Linked DNA regions of Danio rerio: region 2 is linked to region 1. The links are chromatin contacts, called in public HiChIP or PLAC-seq maps. All regions are on one chromosome and are shown on one strand. The core of a region is the stretch at or near the end of the contact, and the rest is flanking DNA. Distances in the headings are between cores, read along the strand shown.

Region 1 (4,661 bases), core at 680-3,179:
AGGCTGACTACGAGCCTGAATATGTTGAATCATTAAAATGTTCTCACTTACATCACTACTTATAACTAATATATAGATGCAAATAAAACATATTAGATGAGCTTATCTTTGGACTTTTATGAAAAAAAGGGAAAAATATATATTTATAAACAATTTCAAGTTTCATTAGTGTTGTTGCAGTTTGAGGGAACTAATGTTCATTTTATTTAAGAATTTTTAAAAAGTTTCACTAACTCACTATCGTTCATCTCCCTGATTATTCTGGTGTCACTACAGTGGAATGAACCACCACATATGTTTGCATATGTTTTATCAGGCGGATGCCGTTCCAACCATGACCCATCACTCTCTCACCCACACACACAGACACACAATACGGCCAATTTAGTTTATTCAACTCACCTATATTAAATAGGTGATACATAGGTGTAAATACTACTGTACATATCTTTGGATTGTAGGGGAAAACCAGAACACTCAGAAACACACATATTTGTTTTTGTGAAAAGTGGGTACATTAGGTTTCCATTCATTTTATACTGTCTAACCGTAAATTGTATTGCCCTCACCCCACCCTACCCCTAAACCCAACCATCATCACAGACTGTGTACAGCTTTACTCTCTAAAATAATTGTAATATTCTTTATGATTTAAAAGTTTTTTGAGAAATGAGGACATCATGTCCTCATATTTCATCTGCTTTTTGTAATACCTGTGTTATGCCCATGTCATTATACAGATTTGTGTCCTGACATGTCACAAAAACACATACACACAAGCCCACATAGCCCTCCTGGTCCAGCTAGGACTTGAACCTGCATGTGGCCTTCTCTTTGTGAGGTGAGAGTGCTAACCACTGAGCCACTGTGCCACCTAAATAATTAATCTTAACTAATTGGAAGCATGTTTATTAATATTGAACAAAGTTTTTTTTTCTATGTTCTGCAGATTATAGTTCTCAGAAACAAAGTTATAATCTGCAAATATCTGTGTCGCCAGGTAACACTTCTCAAAAAATCAGAAATCCTCATTATTGCCCAACAAAATTACAAGCAAATTGCCTGAAATCAAAGACAAATTGAGGTTTGTCACACCAAACTTAAAGACATGATCAGAGATGATTACCAATGTGTTAAAATCAGTTGAAATAAACACAAATATATCCAGATACACCATTAAAATATTTTTCGACACTAATATTTTTTCAAGAGAATCTTTTTTTTTTAACTCAATGCCACAAGAATGAGAGGTATTACATTTCACAGCTTCTGAAAGAGTGATATATATATATATATATATATATATATATATATATATATATATATATATATATATATATATATATATATATATATATATATATTAAATTATATATATATATATATATATATATATATATATATATATATATATTAACATTACATTTACATTAAAATAAATGTTTTCATAGCATTACATGTTTTCAGTGCTTTTTTTGTTTTGTGATTGTTCTAAAAGATTTACATATTGTTTAAAATCATTCACAAAATGGGTTAAGTTTGGTTTACATTGAGGCCACTTTTTCTTATGGTTATAGAATTTTCCTAACAGCATAAACAAATGAAAAATATATTGTCCTTTACAGTTCAAGTTCTCATTATCAGAATAAAACACATCAAATAAACCAATTTCTATCTTAATCTCCATTTTTTTGTTAATAAACAATTCCAAATCTTTCCAAATATTCTTGAGTAAATACAGTGAAAAAAGATGTAAAATGTCTCTTTTTCTTAACCACAAAATTCAAACATATATGAAATATTGAGTTTAAATCTTTCCAAAACATGTTTAGCTTGTTCAAGAGAATCGATTCACAAATATGAATCTCGCTTACGTCACCGCTGGTAACCAATCAACGATTATCTCTCTCAGCAGCCAATCAGCTCTCAGTCAACGCTCTTGAATCCTCTACAGCGGGTTGTTGTGTATGTTTTGGTAACGTTAGTTGAGGAAGAAAATTCCCAAAAAGTTTTAAGAGTAAAGCTTAACTCGGCGACCTTTTCCTTACAATTGGATCCCATATGTGTTAGTTTTTAAGTCTTAATGTGTAACTGACAATTATTTTTAAAAATGCTGCGGGAGGAAGTGAAAAAGCTGAAAGTGACGGAGTTGCGGGCCATGTTGAAAGAGCGAGGACTTGAAGCGAAGGGCCTGAAGGCCGAGCTTGTGGTTCGGCTAATCTCTGCGATTGAAGCTGAAAATGAACCCGTCAAACGTGGAGATACAGTGGAAAATGTGTGTGAAGAGACTATCACAGAACCTCCAGAAGATTCGTCAGCGTTTCTCTCTGATGAACATAAGCCGTGTGTTAGGACGCAGTCTCCAGTGTGCGCTAGTTCTTCAAACACCAGCATGAAAGATTTTGCTGATCAAAGTACACAGACTGAACCACAGCAGCTCTGTTCATGTCGCCTCATCGATGCTAGTGCCATCGCAGAGCCGCTGACCACGAGTACTTTACAGGCTATTGAGAAGAGGTTACAGCAGACTAACGTTGATCCACAGCCGTCAGTCCTGAGAGACGCTGAAGAAAATGCATTGTCAGGAGGCTCATTATCAGCCTTGGGTATTTCTAAAGAACCACAGGAGCAAGAACAGGGTAAGTCTCAGACCTCTGTTAAAAACTAATCATTATATTGAAAAGAAATGTTGATGATGCTGTCTGTTTCTTGCAGAGCTCTATAATCCGTCAGATGGACATGAGACCGTGGACTCCACACCAGAGGATAGCAGAGAACCGGAGAAGCCTTATGAGGAGAGGGGGAGAGATTATTATGAGTTCAAAGAGGACATTCTTTACAATAGGTACTGATATTGTTATGTAGACATTGCAATAATTGGTAGTTAAAGAGCCCCTCTTATGCATTAAAAAGGGTCGTATTTCTGGTTTGGGGGTCTCCAACCGGCTGATATGCATGCAAGGTCAAAAAACCCTTTAATTGTCTTATAATATGCATTCATTTTTACCTAATTATCCCAGCCACTCCCATATGATTCATTCATCGTTTCATTTGTTCTCAAACCCCTCCTTAGTGCGAAGCTAATCTGCACTGATTGGCCCGATGACAGTCTGTTGACTGTCATATTTTCTTACTCCAATTGGTCGACATCGTTCAGCACGAGACAGAGAGATGCACTCTTTAAGGCTTATCAACAATTTTGAAGTAGTCTGAGTGCAGTGTATGTGTGAGCATACCTGCCAACACTCCCATTTTTCCCAGGGGTCTCCCGCATTTCAGACCCATCTCCTGCCTGCCATACTCCCGTTTTGTTATTTCTCCCGGAAAACTTCCGTAATTTCAACCATGCCCCCTCCCTCTCGTGAGCTCATAAGCACATTTAAATCCATAAACAAAGCAAATGAATGGGGCTCAAGTTCCGTATCAATGTTACGCCGGCATGGCTAAAGACTCGTTATCAAGACGATTCATTTGAACCACTATGAGTCGACTGTTTTATAGATGAATCAATAGTTTTAAACACGGCACACTTTCAGGTTTAAGCCTTAGCTGGATATTTCACTTCACTTAGAGCCGTGTTACGCACTACATGAAAAGTAATTTTCAAAAACTCATAATAAGGTCTCTTTAAAGTCACTGACCGGAATCTATAAATTTGATTTTTTTTCTAAATTTATGATTTATAGTTTTATACTTATGTTTAAAGTAAGTAAAACATAAGTTTTGATCTGTAAACTACTGATGGGAATATTTTCCAAATAGAAAATGACCTTTTGACCTTTTTGTAGCATAAAACAATACCAATGTTTTAGATGACATTAGAAGAGCTGGAATAAGCCTGATTTTTGTCATGACAATGTGAAAAAATACTCTAAATGACAATAATTGTTGTTGGAAATTTTGTAAGAAAGGTTAATAGACCTTCATACAACAAATACAATATTTACATTTTACTTAAACAGATTTCTTAGTATGGATGAAGTAATGTCATCATTCAGTGTAAAAGATAACAGGTAAGTGGTTCAAAGAATAGTGGCAAGTTTTTGTTTGGTAAATATAGTCTCAAAAATATAGTTTTTTCCGAAGCCAGTAAAGTGCAGAAAAAAAATACAAAAGCTGTATTACACTTGACTTTAATGTTTTGAACATCAACACAATTTACTGGTTTGAACATCCCTTTCTCTCTCTCTGTTCTCTGCACTCTATACACTCTATAAAGAATCACTATTTACTCTCTTTCAATATTTGTTTGTCTGTTTTGAGAAAACCTTTATTTGTGCTTTTAAGTATGTTCAGAGACATTGAGTTAAGTGTCAACTCCTGAATTTTTTGTTAAGACAAGCAAAAATTGCTATTTACAAGACCAGAAAAGACAAACTTGAACAAAAAATGAATGGTAATTTGGAAGTGGTCTTGTTTAATTCTCTGAAGTCTAGGATTTTAATTGCTTTCCATTATTTTAAAGCTATGACTGATCTTCTGTCTTTTGGCTTTCTTTGGTGCCATAAAGGGATCTTATGCGAGGTCATTGATGATGAACTCTTTTTTTTTTTTGCACCCTGTTTAAGATAATTGTTTTGCTTTATTTTGTTTGGTGTTTCTTACTTGATACTATACACGTTGTTTGAAAAATTGTATTATTATTATTGTTATTGTAATGA
Region 2 (4,661 bases), core at 1,160-3,659, 97 kb before region 1:
GATTAAAGTTTCTATGTTTTAGGGATAATTACAGGAGAATTTGTATTAACAATCCTATTGCATTTGGGTATACTGTAAATAATTACAGTATGTATAGTAAAAATCTTGGTTTAACAAATTAAAATAGGCTGTGAACACCATTTAGTGACTTTTAACATAGTTAAACAGCTTTATTTAATGAGGAGTCAATAGTTCCTCGAATGACATGTTTTGTAATTCGAGAAAATTTCACATTCAGGTTATTTCACAAAAGTTTTGAACAAAGTATACAATTCTTTACTGAAGACAAATCTGAAATGCACTCTTAAAAATAAAAGTCCTTCATTGGCATCAATAGTTGAACCATCTTTATCATCCATAGAACATTTTTATTCCACTAAAGATTCTTTAAGAAAGACTAAGGTTGTATATATTATTAAACTTCAGTTCACATTATGAAAAGAAATGCCTCTTTGAAGAGAATTCTATGAAAATGGTTTGAAAACCTTTTGAAACCTTTATTAATAAAAGTGATCCAATACATTTTAAATGTACAGGATTATATATGACAGGCATACATAAAGTGAGGGGTTATAAGTATATTGTTTCTTTAAGTGGGAGAAATAGTGCCACTGTTGTGTCTGGCATGGTCTTACCCTTTTTTAAGAATTGAAGTTATTAATCACTTTGGGTGATGCAACATGTCTAACTGCACTATACTGACTTACTTTTGTCTGTTTACTGGGTAATATGAAATGATGATTGATTGCTTGAAAGGACAAACCAGAAGGTAAAAATAACCTAAATGTTATACAAATAAAATCAAATTGATTAAACTAAATAGAAAATTGACTGTATAACTGCCGTTGAAAACAGAATACAAACTCTTAAATCACTGCCAGTCAATTTGTTATCCTATGAGCAAATGATCAGTAACCAGACTTTCTGCTCTTTCACTGCATCCATTCTGACAAAAAGCAGCTATTTTGGATAAGGAGAGATGGCTAAAGTGTTCACACTGGTGTATTAATGCACAGTAATGTAATGTTTTGAAATGTATGAATGAAAATGATGTTTCCAGGCTATTGATTTGCTTCTTGTGGTTTCATTTCATTTTCACAAAGCTTTCATCTGTGGATCCATTTTTCCAAACATGCAAATGCCCTTGTTATGATGCCACGCATACTGTATGTACATCCTTGAATTCAAAAACAACACACAGGCACACACTCATTTAATACACAAGCTACCTGAAAATCTAATTAAATTAGCAGCAAAGCAGAGACATCCTTCGCACAAATCCAATCTGCTAAAACACACAGCCAATTCAATCAACTGAGGCTGCAAATTTCAGGACTACTGACAACACACTGCATCCTTTATATAGGGACAGAGTTTACATTTTAATATTCTGTTGGATGTGACCCTGCATTAACAAAAATCACTGCTAACTACTCTAAGGTCATCAAGCAGACTGAACGCACTAGTCACATCATGTTCATCAGGATATGAATTTTATATACATTGAAATTATGTTGTAAAATAATACACAGACACACAGAGACACGCAGAATTACCATCTCTATTCAAAGGGGTCTACATAAAAACGTTGTTTTGTACAGCTTGACATTACTTTTTTACTTATTATTATAATTTATGCAATTAAAGTCTTAGTTTTATTACAGTGAATTAACATAGCCCTCTTATCAAGTGTAATTTTTGACATAGAACAAATGCAAATGAAGCTGTAACCTTTTACACCCGAGTAAACACCTCATTAACTGACTAATAACGAAAAACACATGTGCCCATAAAACCAACAGCGAATCAATCAAGTTATCGTTCGACTCATTCTCACGAATCTCTTTAAAAATTCCGCTACTACAGAACGCCTGTGGTGAAAGAAAGAGCACACCAATAAAGAAAAGATAATTAAAGAATCTCTCAGCTTTGTTTCAGCTCAGAACTTTGATGTGGGCGAGTATTGAAGATGAAAAGCGCATGCAGCACATCACCTACCGGCAAAGCTGAGATGAAGCAGGTAGATTCCCATAAGATCCATTTCTGCGCGCGTCTGAAGAGAACTGATATGAAATGTCGCCAAACTGTCGCTTTTATATTCTGAGGTTACCGACAGACGAAAGCAGTCCTGTTTTCAGCGCGGCACATAGCAGTTCGGCATGTTAAAGAGTCTTAAAATGGTCAAATGAGAGATGGACGTCCACTGAAACACGGAGGGCAGCCGCGCGCGCGCCGCACCGCCAAGTGTCAAACTGTCAATCAAAGCTTCAGATAAAGATGCAAATTAAATTAAAGCGCTAATGAAAGTTGTCCACCTGCTCCATTATCTCGTATTGACATTTGTTCTCTTTAAGGGCAAGAACACGAGTGAATGAAGAGTCAGATTTCACTGAGTGAAGATCAAACTCTGAGCAGAGATCGAGAGTGAGAGAGAAAGAGAGCGAGCCGAGCTGTGTCTCAAAGAGAGAGATAGAGCTTGCTGAGCTGTGTCTCAAAACCCAGTGTGCTGCCTATATAGATGGCACCAAATGAGTACAATTTATATGAGGGGACAGAAAAATATGTCAATGCACGGGTGACTTACGACAGCCAGTAGCGATCAGATGTCTGTCTGCTTCAAACCTTCTCCTTGATTATGTCCTGTAACTGTGTATTTTAATGAAATAAAATGACAAAATTGTGATTAAAAAAAAAAACTAATTAAAAGTGAATCTGGGTTAATTAATGTGTCGTTTTTTTTTTTTGTTTTTTGTTTTTTAAGATCATCAGAAAAAATCATCCAATTAAGGCACTCGAAAAGTAAGTGAAAAAGTGAAAAAAAAATGCTGATAAACACTTTTCAATGAAATTTGTTTTCTGTGTCTATTAGATGCATTCAGTATTGTATACAATATGCTGTCACTATTGCGGTCCAGTGAAATACTTCTGTTTTTTTGTTTTTTGTAGACTTTCACCATTTGTAATGCATTCAATTCAATTCATTTTTATTACTATAGCAGTTTTACAATATAGATTGTGTCAAAGCAGCTTAACATAGAAGTTCTAGTAAATGTGTTAGTCCAGTTTTCAGTTGAATGTTGTGGTATAATTTTCACTGCTGAAAGCCTAAACACTCATGAGTAAATCTATCGATATGCAGCTCTACAAGTCACAAACCAAGCAAGCCAGTGGCAACAGTGGCGAGGAACAAACTTCACCAATTGACAAAAGTGAAGGGGGAAAAAATCTTGAGAAAAACCAGTCTCAATTGGGCACAAACATTTCTTTTCTGGCCAAACTTCTTGTGCAAAGCTGCAGTCTAGGCGCCAGAGGCCAGAGACAGTAATTTTTACATTCAGAACAGCTTTTTCTGTTTTAGAAAACAATTAGTTTATTTTTCAACGCAAACCATGTGTATTATTGGTAACTTTTTAATAATTAAATGACTAATTATACTGGTATTAGTTGATATTTAAAATAAAAAGGCTGTTTTTTTTTGTTTTTTTTATTTCTGTTGAATTTCTAAATTATTGTTGCTCAAGAAGGCATCACATTGACGCAGTTGGTAGCAAGGTTGCCTCACAGCAAGAAGGTCTCTGGTTCGAGCTCCGGCTGGGTCAGTTGGCATTATGCATGTTTTCTCCTTGTTTGCGTGGGTTTCATCCGGGTGGTTTTCCCCACAGTCCAAAGACATGTGGTGCAGGTCAATTGAATAAGCTAAATTGTCTGTAGTGTATATGTGAGAATGCAAAATTGTAAGAGTGTTTCCCAATGCTGGGTTGCAGCTGGAAAGGCATCCACTGCGTAAACCATATATTGGATAAGTTGGCGGTTCATTCTGCTGTGGCGACCCCTGATTAATAAAGGGACTAAGCAAAATATGCATGAATGAATGTTGCTCAAAAACAGTCCACGTTTATGGAACCTATACTTCTGAACAAACATAAATATCACTCTGAAAAGTTTTCAGACTAAATAAATTCATTTTACTTGCATAAACTTTTACCTTCTTATGATAAAATCATTGATCTCATGCTGCAATAGTTTGTCAATAGGCATACATATTTATGTTAATCAACAAAGTTTATTCCCAAAAGAGTATGTGTGAGCTAAGAATAAGCTAGGAACATTTTGCAAAGTTTTATGATAATATAACATTATAGATAACTTGGCAATAAACGTTTGGCACCTAATAGTAGGAAAATAATCCAAACAGAAACATGCAAATTTATTTTTGTATTTTGAGGCCTTTAAATGCAAATTATATTCCCTTAAAATATAAAATAAAATTATATTCCCTTACTAAATGTTACATAAATGGATAAAATATATATTTCCTTTGGTTCAATGCATTATGAGGGTTAAAGTGACCAACTTATCTATCTTTTTTTTTCCAGAGAGAACCAGGATGAAAACCTCTATCGACTGACCACAAATGTAAATATATATAATGGACTGGGAAAAGCACCTATAAGGAGGGTAGAGCCCTGCTTCATATTGGCAATCAAAGTGCACCTTAGAGATCTGCTAACCTTCTTGCCAAGGCTGTGGTGCTACAACACAAGCCATGGCCTTCATCTTAATGAATGCATACTAGTGCAACCAGGCACTGTAGAGCTCATTAAAATAGTCAATTATGCCTCATAATCACATTGTATTGCATTCTATCCGTCTACGGTATG

Evidence for each region. HiChIP or PLAC-seq counts read pairs in DNA pulled down with a chosen protein or histone mark.
Region 2: a contact with region 1 is called in an H3K4me3 HiChIP or PLAC-seq map of gastrula embryo, with 3 times the contacts expected there. The contact joins the promoter of gfra4b here to the promoter of si:ch211-107m4.1 in region 1. A contact is called at or near these places in 2 of 4 datasets of contacts at active chromatin or transcription factors (embryo and gastrula embryo).

The regions. Positions count from the first base shown.
Region 1 is chr14:26,782,543-26,787,203 of GRCz12tu, reverse strand. It overlaps si:ch211-107m4.1, which reads left to right and starts at 1,929. Exons shown (of 15, transcript XM_692655.11): 1 at 1,929-2,639; 2 at 2,716-2,845. The coding sequence starts at 2,111. It also overlaps a transcript of atp7a not described here.
Region 2 is chr14:26,880,155-26,884,815 of GRCz12tu, reverse strand. gfra4b (GDNF family receptor alpha 4b) reads right to left here and starts at 2,409. Exons shown (of 8, transcript XM_688916.9): 1 at 1,999-2,409. The coding sequence starts at 2,041. It also overlaps a transcript of atp7a not described here.